2 separate regions of the Rattus norvegicus genome follow, and region 1 is linked to region 2. The links are chromatin contacts, called in public Hi-C maps. All regions are on one chromosome and are shown on one strand. Each heading gives the region's core, a stretch centred on a gene start, on an enhancer-like site or on the middle of the called end of the contact. The rest is flanking DNA. Distances are from core to core; before and after follow the strand shown. Region 1 overlaps Zbtb20 (zinc finger and BTB domain containing 20). Region 2 overlaps Zbtb20 (zinc finger and BTB domain containing 20).

The links. A called contact is a pair of places that touch in the nucleus more often than the background predicts.
Region 1: a contact with region 2 is called in a Hi-C map of liver, with 4 times the contacts expected there. The contact joins two enhancer-like sites. A contact is called at or near these places in 7 of 12 Hi-C or Micro-C datasets (the Rat2 cell line, kidney, liver and 2 more) and 1 of 1 datasets of contacts at active chromatin or transcription factors (oligodendrocytes).

The regions. Positions count from the first base shown.
Region 1 is chr11:70,732,316-70,738,620 of GRCr8, forward strand. Zbtb20 (zinc finger and BTB domain containing 20) reads right to left here. Exons shown (of 11, transcript NM_001105880.2): 6 at 3,883-3,922. Among named protein-coding and RNA genes, the nearest start is that of Mir568, 180 kb to the left of the region's middle. Within about 2 kb of position 2,131, at least 67 of the 93 cell types and tissues checked have an H3K27ac peak or open chromatin away from gene starts, as enhancers often do. A contact at or near this core is called in liver, where this site is marked.
Region 2 is chr11:70,624,578-70,630,555 of GRCr8, forward strand. All of the region lies in intron 7 of Zbtb20 (zinc finger and BTB domain containing 20), which reads right to left. Among named protein-coding and RNA genes, the nearest start is that of Mir568, 68 kb to the left of the region's middle. Within about 2 kb of position 3,229, at least 52 of the 93 cell types and tissues checked have an H3K27ac peak or open chromatin away from gene starts, as enhancers often do. A contact at or near this core is called in liver, where this site is marked.

The DNA of each region.
Region 1 (6,305 bases), core at 881-3,380, 110 kb after region 2:
GACATTTGGTTGGCAGAAGCTGGGCCTCCAAAGCTGGCAGTCTGGAATGCAGCCCACTGTGTTTTGACAAACACATAATTGACCATCTGATCACCAGCCTACGTTCTGCACTCAGGTCACTGGGGGATCTGGGTTTTTAATAGGTCCCTACTCTTCATCTTGTACATCTTCTCAAACCTTTCTAGAAAGCAATATAGAGACAACTTAAACACACCCACGCATATACTCCAGTTTGCAAAGAGAACATGGTACGTGAGACACAAGCTGCTGAAATTCTCCTTTAAATTGTCCTGGCAGCCCAAAGTGAACGAGAGAAAAGCACACTTATGGTGAACTCTAATTCAGAGAGAAGGAGTGAATATACTGAATTGTTTCAACACCCGGCTGTGTATAAGTTGCAATTCAGTTCAATGGCTTAGAAATTTTGCTTAGAAAAAGGCAGCAATGGAAAAATGACAGGAAATCGGGGATTGATTGACTTTAGAGAGCCATTATTTAAAAATGCTTTTGTCTCTTATATTCTCTTTCCTCTTATCCCTTGCTCTCTGCGGGCAGAAGAACCCTGTGTATCTCAGGACTAGTAGGAGGAGCTCAGTGCGATGTTCGACTGAGGCCTTCAGTGGGGCGCCTGTCAGGATGTTTGGCTTTAAGTTTGACACCACAATCACATCAGCATTTCTCCTAGAGGGCAAGGCAAGCATTGTGCAGCAGGGCAAAGATATGCCTGAGTTACGCAAATATTAATGCCTGAGTCAGCACTCTGAAATGACCTCTCGTCTCCACCCACTGCACAGTTCAGGCCTCGTGCAGTTTCCTTAGGTTTCTTTAAAATATCTGCAGGGGTGCAAGATCAATTCTAAACTCCTTTGCCTGGCATCAGAGGCCCCTTCACTTGACTCCCGTCTAGCACACTGTAGCACACCAGAGAACTCAGTAGCTAGATCTGGCTGTTACTTGATGCCACCTCACCTTTAAATGCTCTTGTCTTCTCTGACAACGAACCCTTTTCTTTCTCTCCTCCTGTGCCCACTTGGTAAACCCCTAGTAACTATTTTCAGTTCGTGAGTCAGCTTGAACCTTCTGTATGGGTAGGCACTTGAAGATACCTGCATTCCAGTGCCTTTCACAAACAGCCTTTACCCACATGGTCATCTTCCCTAGAACACTGAGGGCTTTCTTCTTTCTCTTTTTGTATTGCTATGCGGCAAGCCCAGGCCTGCACTCCTGCTCCACTTCACTGAGCTCTACTACAAGTACTCTAGCATGAGCTGTCCCCTCAACCCCAGACTGTGCCAGTCTTAATGAAAGGTGGCATTTCTCATTTATCTTGGAGTTCCCAGAACCAAGCTCTGTTACAGGCTTTCTATAAACGTTTGTTGACTGAAAACTAAATAAAGAAGTGTGCATAATTAATCAAAACCAAGCCAAGCAGTAGTAGTGGCTCTTAGAAGCATGGGAGGAGACCACTAGAAATCTAATGAAGGTGGAAAATTCCAGCACTAAGGCATTTTGCGGTAGTCATCACAGGGGTTGGTGACCGGCTTGGGCGAGAGTGAGCTGGGGCGGGGAGGCATGGAGGCTGTGACGCAGTATTTTTTTTTTGACAGAGAATGACAGAGAATGTCAGTATCACATTATCACCCCGCTGATGATTAACTTTTAATATTGTAAAGGACTGTCAAGAGAACTTCATATCTGGGTCTGATTTTCAGAGAAGCCTCGCTGACACAAACTGGGCTTCCCAAACAGGGCTATCTGTGTCATCTGCTTTGAGGCAGCATAGTAGGTTGTGGAGTTTTCCTTTCTGTTTCTGCTGAAGAATAATGGGACAGAAAACTCTTGCAGGAAATCGTGGCAGCTATTCAACTCCTATTTAAATCTGGGTCAATTCCAGATTCGGACACTGGATGCAGTGCCAAGGACAGAAGGTCAAACAGGCTGAGTTCTGCACCTGTCCAGAGGAGGTCATTGAGGAGGCACTCGGGAATGAGAGGCACTGGGGGGGATAATGTTCTGGTTTGTTCCCAAGGAACTTTTCCTTTGCTTCTGATCGGCCTCTAGAGTACCACCCCTGGAGCCATCAGCTGTGTCTGTGGGGGCACTTGAGGACACAGGACTGTTACTGGCCCTGTTATCCTGCTGGCATAAAGGCAACTCGAGGATTTCTAACAAGTCAAGTAAGCAAGCATACAGCCTGACTGGGGGTGGGACAAGGTCATGAGTACATGAAGGGACTACTAGCTTGTTACAGGTTTTTCTTTTTCCCAGCCTTACTCTGCTTTAAAAAAAAAAATTCTCCAGAAACTGCTCTGCTGATGTAGCACAGAATTAGCTTCACATTTTCTTACGAGGCCGACACAGCCTTTCAATTAGAGGCCTCCCAACTTGATTTCTACTAGGTAACATAGGTCTCCTATACAGTTTGTGCCTGATGCTTGCCCTAAAGCACTGACGTCATAATAGCTGAGCTAGGCGGGCAGAAGTACATCGCCTCGTGCTGACTCATCTTGGTGATGTGAGGATTAATGCCTTGTCTAACACTGAGCTATTATGTGAACTGTTTTTACACAAAAGAGCTGTTACAAAATGATTTGCCAGTCAGAGCACTAGAAATATGCAGTGCTAGGTAACGAAGGGGAAGGATAGGAAGGCACACAGTGGTAACCATGAGCATGCACACTGACATCCTCCCAAGCATTAGCTGACCCACTATACCAACACGGAGAATGAATAGGGAATGAGAAGGCTTAAGGCCAGGTAGGACGGAGCCCTGTTGTATAACACAGCACCAGTCTTTGTGGAGTCTAATCAATCTCCTTTCTATGCCAGATAAAATGTCACATTCAACTTTAGCCTTAGCATCTTCCTCTGCATTCTGCTTTCTTAAATTTGCTGCAGGCTTCTAGGAATGAAAGTGAAAGCCACGCACGTGTGGGTCGCCCCGCTCCTGCCCCTGTCCGTACAAACCAGTGCAACACAGGAATCACAGAGGAAGAAAAGACTTGAAGAGGTTGGTTGGTGACAAAGTGAATAAGGGACAAAGGAAGATGCAACTACCAGGATCCCCATGGTTACTTAGGATATGAACTGACTGCCTGTCTCTGTAGGATTTCTTAGGTGCTGCCTTCTGGTAGTGACTTGATTATTTGATTTCATTACCCCAGAATCTCTTATAAGCAGTCCAAAGTAATATTTATCCAAATCTGCTCAGTGCAGCCTGGTTTGGTCTTTAAATAATAAATGTTCTCTTTTTCATTTTAAATCATTTTCCCCATTTCTTATTTTTATTCCCCTAAAAAATTTCCAGTTTTTTTCTGAAAATAAATGGTACATTCTATAAACTTGCAGGCACATATGAATCCTGGATTTCTTTTATTTTTCTTCCTAGACTTTATAATTTTACACAAATTTTTTAGCCTATTTACTTTTCAGGCTTGTACTTCTTGGTAAAAGGATATTATAAATTTTGTCAATAAATGAAAGCTCTGATCTAGAAGTTAAAATTAAAAATGGTTGGACCTAGGGACGAGTGAATAACTGCAGAATAAATAATTGCGGATTGATTGACAGAGGAGCAAAGCCCAACTGTTGCTGAGATCTGACTGTGGACTGTAAGCTTCAGTTCAGAAGAGCAGGACTTCTGCAAATAGCAGCTGCAGGAGGGAAAGGGCAGGCTTTTCAGAGGACAATGGCTGGGCTGCCGCTCCCTCACAGAGGGCAGATTACCAGTTTACCACCCGACTTGGCTCCAAGCAGGAAAAGCACTAACCATGGATGCTGGACACCACAGTGAAGTCAACTAGGAAACATGACACCAAAACCCAGCATTTGCACAAATTTAACACTTGTTTTCTTAAAGGTAAAGAAGCCACTTTTACTCACATGAAGAGCAGAAACAGGCAACAGACTGGTGGTCAAGGAACTGAAAATGAAAGAAAAGACAAAGAATTAAATATAAAATCTAATGCAGCAGGGAACACAGAACTTTGAGATACTGATAGAACTCATTGCACTCACACTTTGTCACCTGTAGCCACAAAATCATTAATGTTCACTTCAGCAATTTTCAAGAGCTGCAGCCTTGCTATGACTGAGGCCAGTATAACCCTGTACAAAAAGGACCAAGACCTTTCCTGATGTCACCTGACCTCTATTAGACAGCCTCTCGAGAGGGCTGGTCCTGCGCACTAAAGCAGTTACTAGCTATACTTGTCTCTGTACATTCCTTAGCTTTAATAAAAAGCTTCATATTCGGATCTTCAGTTACACCAGCTACATTCCATGTGTGCAGTGGCCATGTGCAGCTTGTGACGACCTTAATGAACAGCACACAGAACATTCCTGTATTGCAGAGAGCTCTATTTTTGATGGCGATATTGTGATAGGGTGAACAGAACAAAAACGTATGCACCCAAACGTGGCTCTAATGATGACACTCTCAGGTTTGGGGAAGTTGACCGTGATAGCTTGACATTCTATGTTTTTAAAAGTCGAATAGTTATCCTTTACAACCCTTAAACAACAAAACAAATAATCGGTTACTACTGGGATGCACCATAGCTTTGATAGGTAACTCTTTTACAGGAAGAAATTAAGGTAACAAAACTCCTTCCACCAGTCTCACAGATAACACCAGCTATACCACTTCATGTAAAGCCTCCAAAAGTATCAAGACGAAGGACCCGATCACACTGAAAAATGCCAAAGCAGAAAACTAAATTCAGGAGGCCTCATTCTCTAGAAGGTTTTCTGGACAAGTGAGCCATGGAAGAGACCACTCTAAAGAAATGTTTTCCCTGTGTGGTCAGTATGAAACGTGCCTGGGCCTGCAGCTGTGAATTGTGATGGTCACCCTGGGACAGGAAGAGTTCCAAAGGAAATCTGCAGACTGGATCACAGTATCCAGCAGTGTAAGACATACCTGGGATCTCTTGTGCAGTAACTTATTTTTTCTGCACAATTGATAGGCTAGTCTTCAAAGACTATAGTTTTATATATTCATGTTTTCTCTACACACCAAGACACCAAACCACCACACTGTGCATATTTTCGTCATTTTATCTCCTCCCCTCTCCCTCTTCTTTCAATATTCTTTCCCCTCCCCCATTTTTCACACATGGTTTATCTCTCAAGAAAGTAAAGGGTCATATGCCTCGTGACTTTTCTATAAAATATGCTCAATTACCACTTATCTATTGCCTGCTACAGATCAAATAAGACTCAAAAATAGATTATGATCTTTGAAAACCATATCAGGTGTCTATGTCATTATATCTGAGGAGGTAAATTTTCTATTTGAACTCCAAGGAGCATTTACTCACAAAATTAGAAAGTTATCAGACTGACCAACATATGTGAAGACTAATAATCTATCTTCCCTGATGTAAAATGATGCACAAACTACCAATGACAAGAATCTAAGACAGAAAAATGACAGTGTATGTTACAGTTTAAGACAAAACAAAGTTAAATTGGGAGTTTGGGGGATATAAGTTTGTCCTCATATATTAATGGAAGACAAAAAAATGACCCCAAATTTAATACTAATGTTAAAAATTTAATTTCATACTTCATGTAAAATTCATAAATGTTCATAACTGTCAAAAGGTTCCCTCCTTCTTGATTGAATTTCAGTCTGCTATGTGATTTTACAAGATGTATTCATCTACATAGATTTACTTTTGCTCAGTTGAAAATGTTATGTATTGATACGTGCCCTTTCCACCCAAGTAATAGTCACCTTATATGTCTGTAAGTTGTTTTTTATACGAAATGCAAAGAATTAAGTAGAATAGTTTTGCACGGGATTTAAAACATTTGCGTGGAATATTCCAGGTTCAATACACAAATATGTGGCAAAGGATATAAAACTGTAAAGGCCAAATAATTCAGGACATTAAAACCCAGCGGTGGGCGCTCACACCAAGTGAGAAGCGGGAGGAGTAATGTGTGGCCATGCCTAATCTTTGCTTTGCGATGCCAAAAGTGTCAATCTCCAAGGCCCTAATTGTAATTTAATTGTAACTGAAAAGGCTAGTTCACCTAATTTAAATTTACATAATGTTCTGGGGCAGTGGTTTTCAACATTTAGAGATGATTCTGGTTCCTAGGAGAATTCTTTTCCCCAGAAAGCTCAAAACAAGTTTCAAGGAGTGTCTGGTTCCAAAGAAGTCCACATGTATGACTCCTCTGGGTTGATTATCCATGGATTGGGAGTTGGGGGATGAGTAAAGAAAATTCTCTTTATATTATCTTCAGAAAGTTTAAGCCAAACATAAGCTGAAGCCAGGAGTAAAGAAAGTGTT
Region 2 (5,978 bases), core at 1,979-4,478:
GAGTAGAAAGGTGCTGGTGTGATTTAGCCAGGAACAGAATGTGAAATAGTTCAGCTATCAGTCAGCCCAGGAATCCTTTTCCCCAGGACAATGAAATCAGTGGTAACAAGCGAATCGGCATTTATACAGCACATGGACACCAGATACCCCAAAGGGGATGAGATCCTCCTTGAACACTTTCTCCAGTTTCTGTGCCGTAGTGTCTTTTTCTATCACTATGCCACCACAGAGAACTTTTTTTTTTCTTTTTTGGAGACATTATATGTGGTACATAATCTGTTGTAAGTCTCTGTGTTTCCATGTTCTCCTTGTTTCTATGAGCATGGCTTTGGACTTGTATACAGAATATTTCGTATTGAAATGTGTTGTACTGGGTAGTCAAATCTGCCCTCGCAGAATATGGTGTTATGATTAGTATGCTGTGTTTTTAGTCCAACAGGTTGTGAAATCAAATCTGTTTCTTCAGAGGGCATGAGGCAGAGACAGTGTGGTAAAGATCAGAATGGGTGGGGGGCTCTCATATATTTCTTAGTGTGGAGAAAGTCAACATAATAGATTCAAACTGCAATGCTGTATCCATTGCTGAATGGGGGACTGGGGATAACCCTCAAATCCTGTGCCTAGTGGGACCCCCCAAGGATCTGCTCCTCTGGTTTTTCAGATTCAGAATGAATTCAAAATCAAAGTCTCCACTGTCAGACTGCCCCCTCCCCACTGTCTGTTTCTCCCGGGCAAACCAGTGCTTCCTCTGAGGTGTCTGTTTCTGGCAGGGTGGCCTGCTGTCAGGCTGGAAGCCTCTTGCTTACCTTTCTCTGCCCTACGGCCGGCCGGCTTACCCTGTAGTCCTCACCAGCCTGCTCCCTCTCCAGACAACGGCCTCAACACTTTCTTCTACTGCACTGCTGCCCCTAACTTGCTCTCCATCCTCCAAGACCCTGGTTTTGCTGCTTTCCAGTCACTAAATCCCCCAGGACCGTGTTAGCCTGGTATTCAAGGGCAGTCCCTTATCTGCCCTACTTTATCTCGTGGGCCCCATATATCGGCCACCTTGGTGTTTGTTTATCATTCACAGAGTCCTGGAATGCACGTTCTTGGCTCTTTACCTTCGCTCATTACTGTCACTGCTTTGAACTGCCTTTTCTCATCTTTGCCAACGAAATGAGACAAACCCTTCACACGTACTAAATGCCATGTCCATGCTACACTGCTGTGATTCCCCTCTTTCAGACAGGATGGCTCCTCTCTGCAGCACTCAGACTCCTCATTGCTTGCTGTATTCTTATCTTACTAACTCTTATTCCAGTAATGGCTAGTTACGTGCTATTGGCTCTCTGAGAGAATGGACTTTCTGTGGAATGGGATACCTTAGTAGTTGCCCGGTTTCTGGTGTTCATCCATTTCTTCACTCTGCCTTTCTGCTCCCCTCCCCATTCACTCAGCCATGCACTCATCCTCCAGATATTACATGGCTGTGATGGACCACAGAAGCTGAGCAATCTGGGTCCTGTCCTCCCGGAGTTACTGTCTGTTCTATATTGTGAATCAGGGCAACGTATACACAGCAGCCATTTAAGAGCTGTTTCCTGATGGAATGAAACATAGCTGAAATTTAAGTATACCTGGAGACCAGTCCCAGTCTGAATCTCAATTAAACTTCCTCGTTTTATGCAGCAGTAGAATCAACCTGGATTGGTTACTTTGTCATTGATTACATGAAGAGTATTTAATAAGAGTGGCTGGTCCTGGTAATTCACCTAAATATAGGGACAAAACACCAATGGCCATTATCATGTGGCAGAAAAGAAAATGGTCCCTAATACTTACAGACAAAGCCTCAGCTAGCTTTTGAAATGTGGTTCAGAGAATTAAGGGTACACTCCTACACCGGCGCACTGCAAAGCCACCCAGTGGTTCTAACCCTAGAGAAATTGCACTGTTTATGCCCTTACTTCTTGTCCTGTATTAGATTTTGACCCTTGCCTGATATTTGGCGTCCCACCTTTGGAGGCTGTCCACGGCACAGGAGCACTGTAGCCACCTCTGTGAGTAGAACATATTCAAAACCAACCTACCTGGCTCCTTCCCCTTCTTGCTTCCTATCACTTCATTTCTCCTTTTACCATGGCCGTTTTCCAACAGCCGAGAGCACTGCACACTGTCCGTTGTAGCATTTCCTCTCCTATCCCAACCTCTTTCATAATTCTTTGGGATTCCTTTCTCTGAAGCCAAGAAATATTAACACAAAGCGGCAGACTGTCTGACATGCACAGGTGCTGTTCTATGACCCATTTTTTTCAGTTTGTGGTTTATCAGGAGGAAAGAGCAAACTCTCTTGTAATTAACCGAAAATGCCTTCTCTGGTTGCACAAAAAGGATTGTACAAACATGGCACATCTGAGGACAAGTCTGTACTAGCCTGAGTAGCTTGCACTATCCCCTGGTTCCTGTAGAGGGCAGCAGTACACTGGCTGACTCCAGGCAGCATTTCAGAGCCTAAACTCCTACCAGAACCTTCCTCCTGGTCACCATGCCAAAGGTTGGTTTGCCAAGCTCTCTCTGGCCTCGCAGTCTCTTTCAAGTTTGTTCTCTCCCTGACTGCTGTGCGCTCGCTCGCTCTCTCTCTCTCTCTCTCTCTCTCTCTCTCTCTCTCTCTCTCTCTCTCTCTCTCTCTCTTCTCTCTCTCTCCCCTCTCTCTCTCCCTCTTCCTCTCTCCCTCTCTCTCAAAATTATACACTCTGATGAGGTCGCCCCTCGACCGGAAAATGAAAACTTCGAAGAAGTCAGAGAAGCCAACAACAACAAAGAAAAACCCGGGGGAGAGGGGAAATGGGGCTGTGAGGGAGAGAGACTTCAGAACAAGAAAAGGGCAGATGTTTCGTAAATATATGCAAAGCAAAGCTGGGTGTACCCTGAACACTTCCACAGAAAAACAGGCCAATCATTGTGCACTTCCTCCCGCCACTCTGGTGCAGCTCTGCATTCAAAAAAAAAAAAAAAAAGAAAGAAAGAAAGAAAGAAAGAGAGAAAAAAGTGTGGCCGCAGGCACCCGCCTTTCAACGGTCAGTTCTGACATTCTGACTGAACATGTCCCAATTGTCCAAAGAGAACAAAAACATTTTCATCTCCCCACTGTGAACATTTTTGTTATGAGAAAAAGGCTGCTTTAAGAAATAGGAAGGCGTTTAAGGTGAAGGGCAGCTGTGCTAGCCAGCAGAACCTTCTGGCTTTTAACTCTCCCTGTGCTGGCCCCGGCAGTAAGTTTAGGGCTGAAACATAGCAGTGAGTGAGGCTGTGGAGGATGTTGGCTCTTCCCGAACTAGACCATATTGTTTGTGCAGAGAAATATGCATTAAAACATATGGACGCGCTGTTAGGTATTAAGCCTGTTAAATGCATGGAAATTAGGCAGATCGGTGGTGTTGGATGTATACAGTTCACACTCCTTCGCACACACTGCACACACACAGTGGCAGCACTGCTTTCTGCAACATATGGAAAAATAAATATTTTATCCATGTGAGCTCTTATCAGTCTCCAGGGTCTGTTGAGAGGCGAGTGCTCTCTCCCATCTTTCTCCCTCTCTCCTTCCACTGGGCTCCCACCCTCGTCTGCACATTAACAAGCTTTCTGCTTATCAGCCTGCTTGGATAGGAAAGAATTAGTCAGAACCTCCCTTTGATAAATAATTACGCAGTCGCTGGATCAAGATAATTTAGATCGTGATGCCTTTTTGGAGTCGTAACCATTTCCCTATGTACTCTGCTCCTTAACTGTACAGTGCCTGGCGATGGCAGAGGGGATGAAGTAAATGCTACCAACACTCCTACCTGGAGAGTGGAATTTAGGAAAAGTGAGCTCCACTAGCTAGTAGCCATGTGCCCAAGACAGGGTATTCTGCATCTCTGAGCCTTTATCTTCCCCATCTATAAAATGGGAACAGTGATGCCTCTTCCAGCTATGGGCTGTGGGTAAGAATAAAGGAGATGAGGCAGGTTGTGCTTAGCACAGTGCTGGTCCAGAACCAAGTGCTCAATAGTGGAGCATTTGGAAAAATACTAGTTCTGTGGTGTTCACGTTAGCTGTGAGTAAGGCTTCTTCATCGTAGCAGCGTTTTGAATGTCTGGCTCAGGGCTAACTATTGTGGATGGAGAAGGAATGTTATCGCCCCCTTCTGCTCACGCACGTCATTGCTGTGGCTGTGTTGAGAGGTCCTCAGCGTTGAGGGTCAAGCAAGCTGCAGTAGCCCATCAGCTTGAACACTGTGGCCTATTCACGGACACCAACCTAAAGGACTCTTGCTTATCACGCCTTCTTACAATTTATCCTTCCATGACTTGGCCTAGTATTCTCACATTAATTTAAAATGTTTTCATGATTAAAGCATTTTATTACCTCAATCTTTTCCCCCCTTCTTCTTGGCAGGGCTGATTTACAATCTTTTTTTCAGTGTCTTTCCTGCCTCACCACTGTCAGTATGCTGGCAGGAAATAATGGCCCATGTGAAAGTTTTAACTGAAGGGAGTTGAATGAAGGGTCCGTGTCCCGAGGTCAGGTGAGACTAACGGACACTCTAGGCATGGTGAAGCTCTAGAGACAAAACAACAGAGAGTTGTGGATCTCATTCCTGAGTCAGTTAAACTGGAAGGCAAGGGCAGGCACCTTCTGTGAAGGAGTCAGCATGGCCCTGGGGTGGGGCCTTATAGTCTGACTGCTTGCTTGTCCCGGAAGGAAGTCTTCTTTGGCCCGATTCTAAGGGAAGCTTGAGAACATGTGAGCCCAGGCACTGGAGTCCTGAGAGGCCACTGGATCATGCTTTAGGACAGGGAATGGGAGATGGGTTGGCATCTACTGCTTCCCCTCTACATTAGCATTTCCTTTACCCTGGTCCTCAATACTTTCTGGAAGGAAAAAGCAAAATACAATCACATCAGTCCTGTTAGCTTCCATGAATCTATTTTGTCTGTTTGCCATTTATAGAGCAGGGAAACTGAATAAGTGGGGCTCTGTTTGTGTTCCTTGCTACATAATGCAGTGCCCAGAATAGCGACACCCACTGAACGCTCAGTAAATCTTAGTGAATTGAGTAGACATACTCAGCTCTGCTGTGCCAGACCCTATATATACACCATCTCATTTAATTATCACAACAGTGAGTCAGTAGGCAGGCCTGAACACGTGCGCAGGTAATGTGTTCAAATCCAGCACTGCTTCACCATTACCTTTCAAACAGTGAGAACAGGCACGGAGAGCCAGCCGTCCCAGGAAGGGGCACACTGGTTCAAAGTTCACATTTTTATATTTTTCCCACCTTAGGGATTATTTCTTTTGTTTGTGTAAGGAAGCAGTTACTGAACAGCACAGACTATTGGGTTTGTAACTCAGTCCACCCCATCTCTGGAGCTCAGGAGAAGATGAAATATTTTTCTGTGACTAAACAGGTGACTGTAGACTTCCTTGCAATTTCCAAGAAAGACCCCAATTCTTAGGTCAGAGTTCTCTGCAGCACAAGAATGTAGGAGCTGCAAAGAATATAGCCACCTTGGTATCATGCTACACCCGAGCATGGCTGCTCTACTGGCCCAGGCTTTACTCTATGTTGAAAGAGAAGTCAGACATGAGACACTATTCAGACGTGAGAAGTATGCACTTCTTGCACTTCAGCGTGAGGATAAACTATACAAGCAAGTCCCCTGTATGCTTACACACTGAAGAAACAGTGTAGGTCTCCTCTCATGCCATCAGTCCCCAGTCCTCAACGCCCTTCACTCCCCACCTTGGCCTGGCCATCAGCTGCATACTAGCTACCACCAACACCATGCACGAGACCAAACGCTTTACAGGGGAAAAGACGAAAAACACAAGTCCAGCTTCATTTCTTTGGTTTTGAGGCATGCTAAAAGCTAAAGACATACGTAATATGAATGTGACAGTCCTACCTGGCACCTAAGAAGATTATTAGCCTCCCAGGTTTAGTGTTT